Linked DNA regions of Sus scrofa: all the other regions are linked to region 2. A link is a contact called in public HiChIP or PLAC-seq data. All regions are on one chromosome and are shown on one strand. Each heading gives the region's core, a stretch centred on a gene start, on an enhancer-like site or on the middle of the called end of the contact. The rest is flanking DNA. Distances are from core to core; before and after follow the strand shown. Region 1 holds the start of USP49 (ubiquitin carboxyl-terminal hydrolase 49). Region 2 holds the start of TAF8 (transcription initiation factor TFIID subunit 8). Region 3 holds the start of TOMM6 (mitochondrial import receptor subunit TOM6 homolog).

What was found. HiChIP or PLAC-seq counts read pairs in DNA pulled down with a chosen protein or histone mark.
Region 1: a contact with region 2 is called in an H3K27ac HiChIP or PLAC-seq map of alveolar macrophages. The contact joins the promoter of USP49 here to the promoter of TAF8 in region 2. A contact is called at or near these places in 1 of 5 promoter capture datasets (fetal liver) and 2 of 2 datasets of contacts at active chromatin or transcription factors (alveolar macrophages and skeletal muscle).
Region 3: an H3K27ac HiChIP or PLAC-seq map of alveolar macrophages shows a contact between it and region 2. The contact joins the promoter of TOMM6 here to the promoter of TAF8 in region 2. A contact is called at or near these places in 3 of 5 promoter capture datasets (fetal liver, fetal skeletal muscle and liver), 29 of 47 Hi-C or Micro-C datasets (alveolar macrophages, blood, brain and 15 more) and 2 of 2 datasets of contacts at active chromatin or transcription factors (alveolar macrophages and skeletal muscle).

Annotation. Positions count from the first base shown.
Region 1 is chr7:37,052,620-37,055,319 of Sscrofa11.1, forward strand. It overlaps USP49 (ubiquitin carboxyl-terminal hydrolase 49), which reads right to left and starts at 1,408. Exons shown (of 8, transcript XM_021098683.1): 1 at 1,324-1,408.
Region 2 is chr7:37,180,917-37,183,710 of Sscrofa11.1, forward strand. TAF8 (transcription initiation factor TFIID subunit 8) reads left to right here and starts at 1,523. Exons shown (of 9, transcript XR_002345722.1): 1 at 1,523-1,687; 2 at 2,470-2,626. It also overlaps a transcript of CCND3 not described here.
Region 3 is chr7:36,975,106-36,977,805 of Sscrofa11.1, forward strand. TOMM6 (mitochondrial import receptor subunit TOM6 homolog) reads left to right here and starts at 1,373. Exons shown (of 1, transcript XM_013977927.1): 1 at 1,373-1,773. The coding sequence starts at 1,642. The coding sequence ends at 1,773. PRICKLE4 (prickle-like protein 4) reads left to right here. Exons shown (of 8, transcript XM_021098686.1): 5 at 39-243; 6 at 704-1,769; 7 at 2,515-2,619. The coding sequence ends at 1,077.

The DNA.
Region 1 (2,700 bases), core at 158-2,657, 130 kb before region 2:
TGACCCACGCAGACCTTCTGGAGCATCTCCTCCACAGTACACTTGATTCCCATCCCTGTGCCGTCTACCCCAGCTCTGCATCCATCCGGCTTCCCCAAGCCTCTCTCAACCCTCTTCCCTCACTCCCCATCTCATCCTTTAAATCCTGGGGTCCATCTCCATCTCCTCACCGTCTGCTTTTAGCCTCGTCTCTACACCTCACTGTCTGCACCTTGGATTTTTCGGAACCTCGTCAATTAACACAATTCCCCAGTTACCTTGTCCCAGATCGCCATCTCGTCTCACACCCTCACTCTCTCCTTTCAGCTTTTCCGGTCCCCGAATTGTCCTACGAACGCCCCATCTCTCAGCTCTATTTCCTTTCACCCTTCCACTTCTACCGCACTTATTCTTAACTCCACCTGGTACTAGTCCAGTGTCTCATTCGCCCTCGCTCACTTTCAACAATTTCCACCCACCGCCCACCCACTAACCCATACCTTTCTCAGAACCTTGCAGTTCCCACCCACCGCCGGTCCCAGTCCTTCAGCTCATCTCGCTCTGCACTAGTTCACACCCTTGTCACGTCTGGCTCTTAATCACTCTCCCTCCTCTACTCTCAACTACTACCCCAGCTCTGCCCCTCCTTGCCTTCCACTTCCAACTCTTACCCCAGTATCCCTCACCCCACTACGAGCCCCTACCAAGCTTACCCCTCCAAACCCGTGCTCTCACACCGAACCCGTGGATCCCTCTTCCCAGGCTGGTCTTCCTAACCTATTCCCTGCCCGGCTTCCTTATCACCCACCCTGGGTTTTGCCTGCTTCCTACCTCCCTAGCTGGCTTTTTCTCACTCCTCCTCTCCCTGCCTTCTAACCTTTTCTCCCCTTAATCCTCCTCATCTCAAGCTCAGACCCGTTCCCCCCAACCGCCCTCAAACCTTCCTTCCCTTCTCCCCTCAAGGCTTTTACCCCAAACCCAGTGGTCGCCCACCCCGCCAAAATAAAGGGCTGGCGCGCCGGGACTGCCGGCTCTGGCCCCCCGCCGGACCCCGCCCCGGGCGCCCCCAGCCCGCCGGCGCCGCGGTCCCGCCCCCTGCCGCCGCTCCTCCCGCCCGCGAGGCGCGCGCCGCCTTTGTCGCCCCTCACCCGGTGTGTGAGGATTTTGCTTCTTTAAAGGGGAGGGCCCGTGTGCTGGAGACTCCTGTCCCCGCCTCTGAGTCTCAGAATGGGCTCCCCGGCCGTCGCGTCCTCCCCGGCCCCCGGCCCCCCCACCCCCTGGAGCTACCCGCTTCGCAGCCGCCCCCCTCCTCCGCCCCCTCCCCCGACCCCCCCCTCTATTTACCGCCATCATCAGCACGCGCGAGCTGTCACCAGGGCGCGAGACAACCGAACATGGCCCCGCCCCCTGCCCGCCCATTGGCCCGCCCGCTGGAGCCCCGCCCCCCGGGCCCCGCATTGCGCCAACGGCGCAGCGCTGGGCCCCGACTCGGCACAGACATCCTCTCCGAGGGTTCGCGCCGGGGCGGCCGAGTTTAGGGTTAGCCACCGACGCGCCGCCGATTTGAGCCCGGCGTAAGGGGCGGCGGCGTAGAGAAGCGTTGTGAATCGCGGGTCGAAGTTTGGTTGAAGCACAGGAGGGTAAATAAGGAGGTTTCCAGACAAAGAGACTCTTAAAGGTACAGAGTCTTACGGCTATTCCCTCCTCCTTAAAGGGCCAGAGACTCGCCAGAGCCATCTCCACCCCCTTTCTCCCCGGCCCTTCTGCCCGCAGAACCGTAAAGGAATTTTACGATAGTTCCCCCGCACTCCTTTTGGAGCTCCTTTAACATCTCTGCCCACTGCCGAGGGGGAAAGATTTCCTCGCTATCCCGTCTGTTTTTGTTTTGTTCTGTTAAGTCTTTATTTTTCACTATGTCCGAAAGAAGCAGCCTCCGAACTGTGGGTTTCCTGAGGCAGCGTTTGTAAAAGTTACTATTGGCTCCCAGGCGGGTGAGCACGTGTCTGACTTTCGCCACTGATGACCCAGGGGGGGATTCAGCTGTTTTACGGAAATACCTCCAAGGAAAAGGTTTGCCGCTTTAAACTGAGTTAAGTTCAGCAGACCGTGGGGATAGAGACCCCAGGGAAACAGAACAGTGACTATTTCTGCAAGTCTCTGCCTCAGAAAAGGCTTCCTTCCCGAGCAGCCTCTGGGGTGCATTGTCCAGACTTAACTTGCGGGGTGGGGTAGGGGTGTGTGTGTGTGTGACATTTCCTACAAATAAGACCAACACTGTTACATCACGCAACAGCAAGGCTGAACAGCTAATACATTAAAATACAAGGTCAAGGAAGAGAAATATATGCATTGCCAGCTACACCGGGTCAAGGCTACATACTTGTAAAAATGAAATAGAGAAGCAACAAAAGCCAAAGAACAACAAATAAAATAAAAAAGGGGAGAGAGCAGGTGCACGTGTAAGCATGAAACTGCAATGCCTGGAGCCAAACCTGTGAAATCATTTCCAAAACTAATTCACTTAGACATTTTATTTTTTTTTTTTATTTTATTTATTATTATTTTTTTTTTGTCTTTTTGCTATTTCTTTGGGCCGCTCCCGCGGCATATGGAGGTTCCCAGGCTAGGGGTCGAATTGGAGCTGTAGCCACTGGCCTACGCCAGAGCCACAGCAACGCTGGATCCGAGCCGTGTCTGCAACCTACACCACAGCTCACGGCA
Region 2 (2,794 bases), core at 273-2,772:
TCCAGATCAGTTTGAAGAGGGCCTGTGTGGACACAGAGAAAGTTCAGAGCTTTGGGGGAGCTCTCTGCCTTTCAGCCTCTGCAACTCAGAGAGAAAGTGAACCGAGCTTTGAGAGACATCGAGGAGGCTGATCAGGTCGCCACCTCCGACTCCCCGCCCAGGTGTCCCGCCTCAGCTCGAAGGCCCCAGCGAAGCGGGGAGATGCTGACACCCATCTATCTTGGCTTCTCCAGCCTTCAAGCCTACCTCCTCGGCAGGTGAGCCCCCCGGAGCACTGGCCGTGGCCGCAGACACTCTCCCGCCGCCGCCTCTGGTTTCTGTCTTTGGCGAGGTGGGGGGTCGCCACCTCCAGCCGCGGGGAGGGGCGTGCACCCCTCCCCCAGACGCCCAAACAGAACCAGTCTCCACCGCCGCAGGCGCGGCGTGTTTACAAAGTCGGCGCCGCGCCGCCAATCCCGAGTTTAAAGCTGGGCAGGAAGTGGGGAAGGGGGGGCGGAGGAGACAAAGGGGCTGGGTGCTCTGCTCAACTCAGGTTTGGGGCCCGATTTCTCCGGGTGGCTCACCCCGCGCAGCGACCCCGACCGTCAGACCTGCCCCCTGTGCCCCAGGTGAGGGGACCGGGCGCCCCCCACGCTCAGGTGCGCGCGGCGGGGCAGGCGTGGCGCAGGTTTCCCCGACTTCTGCATGTGAGCGTTTTCTGCTCATCCACTCGCCACGCAAGAAATAAATAACATTAGGCGCTGCTTCTTGACCTCTTACTCTCAGTCTGCACAGTGATAAACTCTGTGTATATTAGCTTATTCCCTCCCCCGCGGCTACCCATCCCACCCTAATTTCACGAAAGAGGAAACTGAGGCAAAGTGAGGTTAGGTAATTTGCCCGAAGTCCCACAGCTGGCGAGTGCTGAGATTCAAACCCAGCCTCTGCGAGCTGCCGGGCACCCGCAAACGGAGACAGACGAGGCGCGGTGCATGAAGGACCCCCATCCAGAGGGGCTGACCCGCGAGTGAACCGCAGAAAACCACAGGCACTACGTAGACTCCACGGCCTGGGAGTGAGGCAGGCACCGGACAGCCTCCTACCGCCGACGCCTCCCGGCTCGCCCCAAAAATACCTGAGGGTTAATTGAGGGCGAGAAGGCAGCCGGATGCAGTGGCACACCTGGATTACGTGACTGCTGGCTCTCGTTCCAAGTGGGCCATTGGCTGGCTCTGGGTCCGTCAGCACAAAACAAAGCTTCCCCAAATATCCAGGCTCAGGAGACTCACTTGGAGAACTTAAGAATACAGATGCCCAAGACCCCTCCTCCAGAGAGTAAAGTCACGGGGATCCGCCGGACCTAGCCAGGTGTGGCTAACAATCAGGCAAGTTTGGAGCGTTCCAGGGATGTGCTTTTTATGAAAAACGATTTCGTTTTTAAATAGGTGTGAAACCGAGGGCTCATTTTCCTAGCCACTTCCGGGGCTCGCTGAACCCACCGTTCACAGGTCACGTGAACCGGGATAACCAGACTCACCCCCGACCCGGCTGGGCCCCACAAAGCCCAACGGGGCGCGCGGCCCCGCCCCCTCGCGGTTCCTCCCCGCCGGGTGACTACAAGTCCCATCCTGCCGTGCGCTCGCGCACATTACGCCAGAGCAAGATGGCCGACGCGGCGGCCACTGCCGGGGCCGGGGCCTCCGGAACGGTAAGGGCGGGAGGCGCGGGGCGGAAGCCCAGAGAGCCTGGGGATTCTGTAATGTCCCCCTAGCCTTGGCAACATGTTCACACCCAGAAATAGGGCCCCACCACATGCTCTGAGTGGAGGAAGGTCTTTCAGGCCGTATATGCCCCCCTCCTCCTCCTCGAGACTTGGCGGCGGCCTCGGGAGTTGGTGGACCTGTGTACTGATTGGCTCATTCTCTGTTGGGGGTTGGGAACCCGGAACACCTCCTGATTGGTCCAGTGGGGCTCTTTTCGCCTTCTTATTGGCCCGCCAAAGTTGGGAGGGATTCCTGTTTCAAAATATTTAGCTTTTTAATTTGTCGATGTTCTTATCATTTGCCCTCCTCTACTCAGCAGCATGTGTTGTTTGTTGTTTTAATTTTCCTCGTTAATGGTGTGGAGATGGGAGGGACAAAAGAGAGATTACTTTTTTTCTAGGAGATGGACCAATGAATTCAATTCTATCCTGCATGTTTCTTCAGCTATATATTCAGATAATCCAAAATAGAAAGTAGGAAACGGCCATTTTGTACTATTGTAATTGATAAGTTTTACCTAGGCAGAAAGGCTGTTTTCGAATTTAGAGCCACTTGGGTGCTCAGTTATTTGGCGAAGAGCTGTAAGTCTAAACATCAGGAGCTACCACACTGATACATAAAGATTTAGCAAAAGAACCTTTGTTTGCCATTGACAATATGTGAACTACATGACTGCATCCTCGTCCTGAGGATGAAAGTATTCTCTTTCTGGGCTGCTGATTTACAGAGATCAGGAAGTAAACAGTCCACTAACCCTGCTGATAACTACCATCTGGCCCGGAGGCGAACTCTGCAAGTGGTTGTGAGCTCCCTGTTAACAGAGGCAGGGTTTGAGAGCGCTGAGAAAGCATCTGTGGAAACACTGACAGAGATGCTGCAGAGCTGTAAGTACCAGGAAACAAGGGGCCTTCTGAGTCAACCAAACATCTGTGCTCTGTCTTGAGAGAGTATTAGGATTTAAGAAAAAGAAGAACCTAGTGGAGTTCCCCTTGTGACGCAGTGGTTAACGAATCTGACTAGGAACCATGACGTTTCGGGTTCGATCCCTGGCC
Region 3 (2,700 bases), core at 123-2,622, 210 kb before region 2:
GAATGAATGAATGAGCCGTTCCCCTCTCCCTCTCCCAGCTGATCTTCTCCCGGCGTTGCACCGAGGCCGAAGGACGGCGCTGGCACGAGAACCACTTCTGCTGCCAGGACTGCGCCGGGCCCTTGGGCGGGGGACTTTATGCCCTGCCGGGGGGTGACCCCTGCTGCCCCAGCTGCTTTGAGAGTCGCTATTCAGATGCCGGCTCGAGGCCGGCTGGAACCCAGGAAGGCAGGGCGTCCCTGGGTAAGGGAGGAGAAGGAGCAGATAGATCAAAGGGGAAGGGGGCAGCGGCTTGGGCTGGGCTGAGGGGGGGCGTTCTCCCGGGCTGGGACCCTCACCCCGGTCCCACGCCGTCCCGTCCCTCCAGTAGCGCCCCCGTCGTCCCCACCGCACCCCAGACCCGAGCCTCGGGGCCCGCAGCTCTCACCGCGCCTCCCTGGCCGGAGCGCTCCAAGGGCCTCCCGAACCCTCCCCGCGCCGCGGTTGGGGCTGCGGCTCGGGACTCGCTCCGGAGCTGGGGCCGCGGCTGCCCTCTGGTGGGCGGAGGCGGGGTGGGGCGGGAGCCGGGAGAGGACTTGCGGCGGCGGCGCGCACGGCCCAGGGGCGGGGCGGGAGGCTGGGCCCCGACGGGGACTGGCCGCCCGGATCCTGCAGAGAAGACTAGAGGCTCTGAGGCGGGTGTTTCTGACCCGGCCTGGCACAGGAGAGGCGGAGCTCGGCAGAGGTGAAGACCCCGACAGCTACCTGCGGAAGTCTGCGTCCATCTCCCGGGCAGCCCTTCTCGCCACTGGCGACAACTCTAGTGTGGAAACCCAGACGGAGATGCTTGGATCCAGTCCGGAGCAGGAGTGTCAAGCTGGGAACAAAGCGGAGGCACCCAAAGGGCAAGAGCAGAGCCTCCTGGAGACTCCTCTTGATCCCAAGGAGGACGCTCCCTGCCCCACCTGCTCCTCTTCCTCTGAATCGGAACCCGAAGGATTTTTCTTAGGCCAGCGGCTTCCCCGGCCCTGGGAGACCCCCAGAAGTCTCCAAGCTGGGGACAGCGACACCTCCAGGAAGCATTGCACCATTTGCTAGTAGCGCAACCCGGAGAATGAGGGGCTGGTGGGAGGGTGAACTGTAGGGCAAGAGAGCGAGGTTCCCCCCCCCAATATAAAAATCCTAGACTGAACGTTATCAGGGCCGTGGCTGGGAGAGGCGGCGAGATGATAAATTCGGAGTGCTTCCTTTCAGCCCGCACACTTTTCGTGGAGACTCTTGTGGAACCCCATTCCCCAAAGCTACGCATCCCCTCTAAGAGAGCCCCTATCCGACCCCAACAGGCTGGGCAGCCCCATCCCCCTCATCCTCCTCCTGAGCCAATGAAGTGATCACTCAAGAGACCACTAGTGATGATGACGGGTGGGCGAAAGCCAAGAGGGAGCTGGAGGTGGAACCCGACCAGGGGAGGTTGGAGCTGGGCGGCGCTTCGCTTCCCGCAGAGCTTGGAGTTCTCCCTCCCTCCCGGAGTCGGGTCGAGCTGCAGCAGCGGCGCCCTCTGCCTGCTGGTAGCCGGCGGAAGTGCAAGACCGGAAATTGCGTGATCCGCCGGCGCCGGCACGGTGGGTAGAGAGAGGCCTCGCAGAGTTCGGAGGTGCTGCCATGACTTCCACTGGGGTTGGCGTGAACCCTGCGGGCTCGTCAAATGAAGCTCCCGAAATTCCAGACAACGTGGGAGATTGGCTTCGGGGCGTCTACCGCTTTGCTACCGATAGGAATGACTTCCGGAGGTAACCGAGGCGCGGGAGCTGGGTCCCTTCTTCGCCGAGGCTAGACCCTCCCGATTTTTTACACTGCCAACATCTTGATCTCTTCGTGGCTCTGGGTGTGCTTTGCCGAGGCCTTTGACTGGGAGAGTTCCGCCCGGCCAGAGCGCTCTTTTCAGTCGCGGGCTCTGTCTAGAGACTCTCACCCTGACCACAGGGACCCAGGGAGAGGAGACACCAACACGTAAAACAGGCTTTTCGACCCTGAAAGGCTGCTTTGCACTTGACTCTGCTGTTATTAGATATGGAAACGCGCCCTAAATAACCACGTGGGTCTTGGGCAACCTATTACGGAATGATCAACGCTTCTGCGATTTTAAGCAATGTTTTTGCCTCGGGGAGGTTTTTCTAGGGTGATGATGGGAAGCCTTTTCCCTCAGTGTCTTTCATTAACCGAAGACACTTGACTCAGGGACCACAGGGTTAATGGGATGCATTTTTTTTTTTTCTTTTTTAAGTGCCGCATCTGCGGCATATGGAGGTTTCCAGGCTAGGGGTCGAAATGGAGCTGTAGCCGCTGGCCTACACCACAGCCACAGCGGTGCAGGATCCGAGCTGCGTCTGCCGCCGACACTACAGCTCACGGCAAAGCCGGATCCTTAACCCACTGAGCGAGGCCAGAGATTGAACCTGTGTCTTCACGGTTACGAGTCAGATTCGTTTCCTCTGAGCTACGACGGGAATTCCATGGAATGCATTCTCTTTCCAGGAACTTGATCCTCAATTTGGGGCTCTTTGCTGCAGGCGTTTGGCTGGCCAGGAATTTGAGTGACATTGACCTGATGGCACCTCAGCCAGGGGTTTAGCCATAAAGGTAAGCACTAACCACTGTTCCACTTGTTTTAGGCATCCTGTAGGCTGGGAGAAGATATAATTTATATCAGCCATTCACACA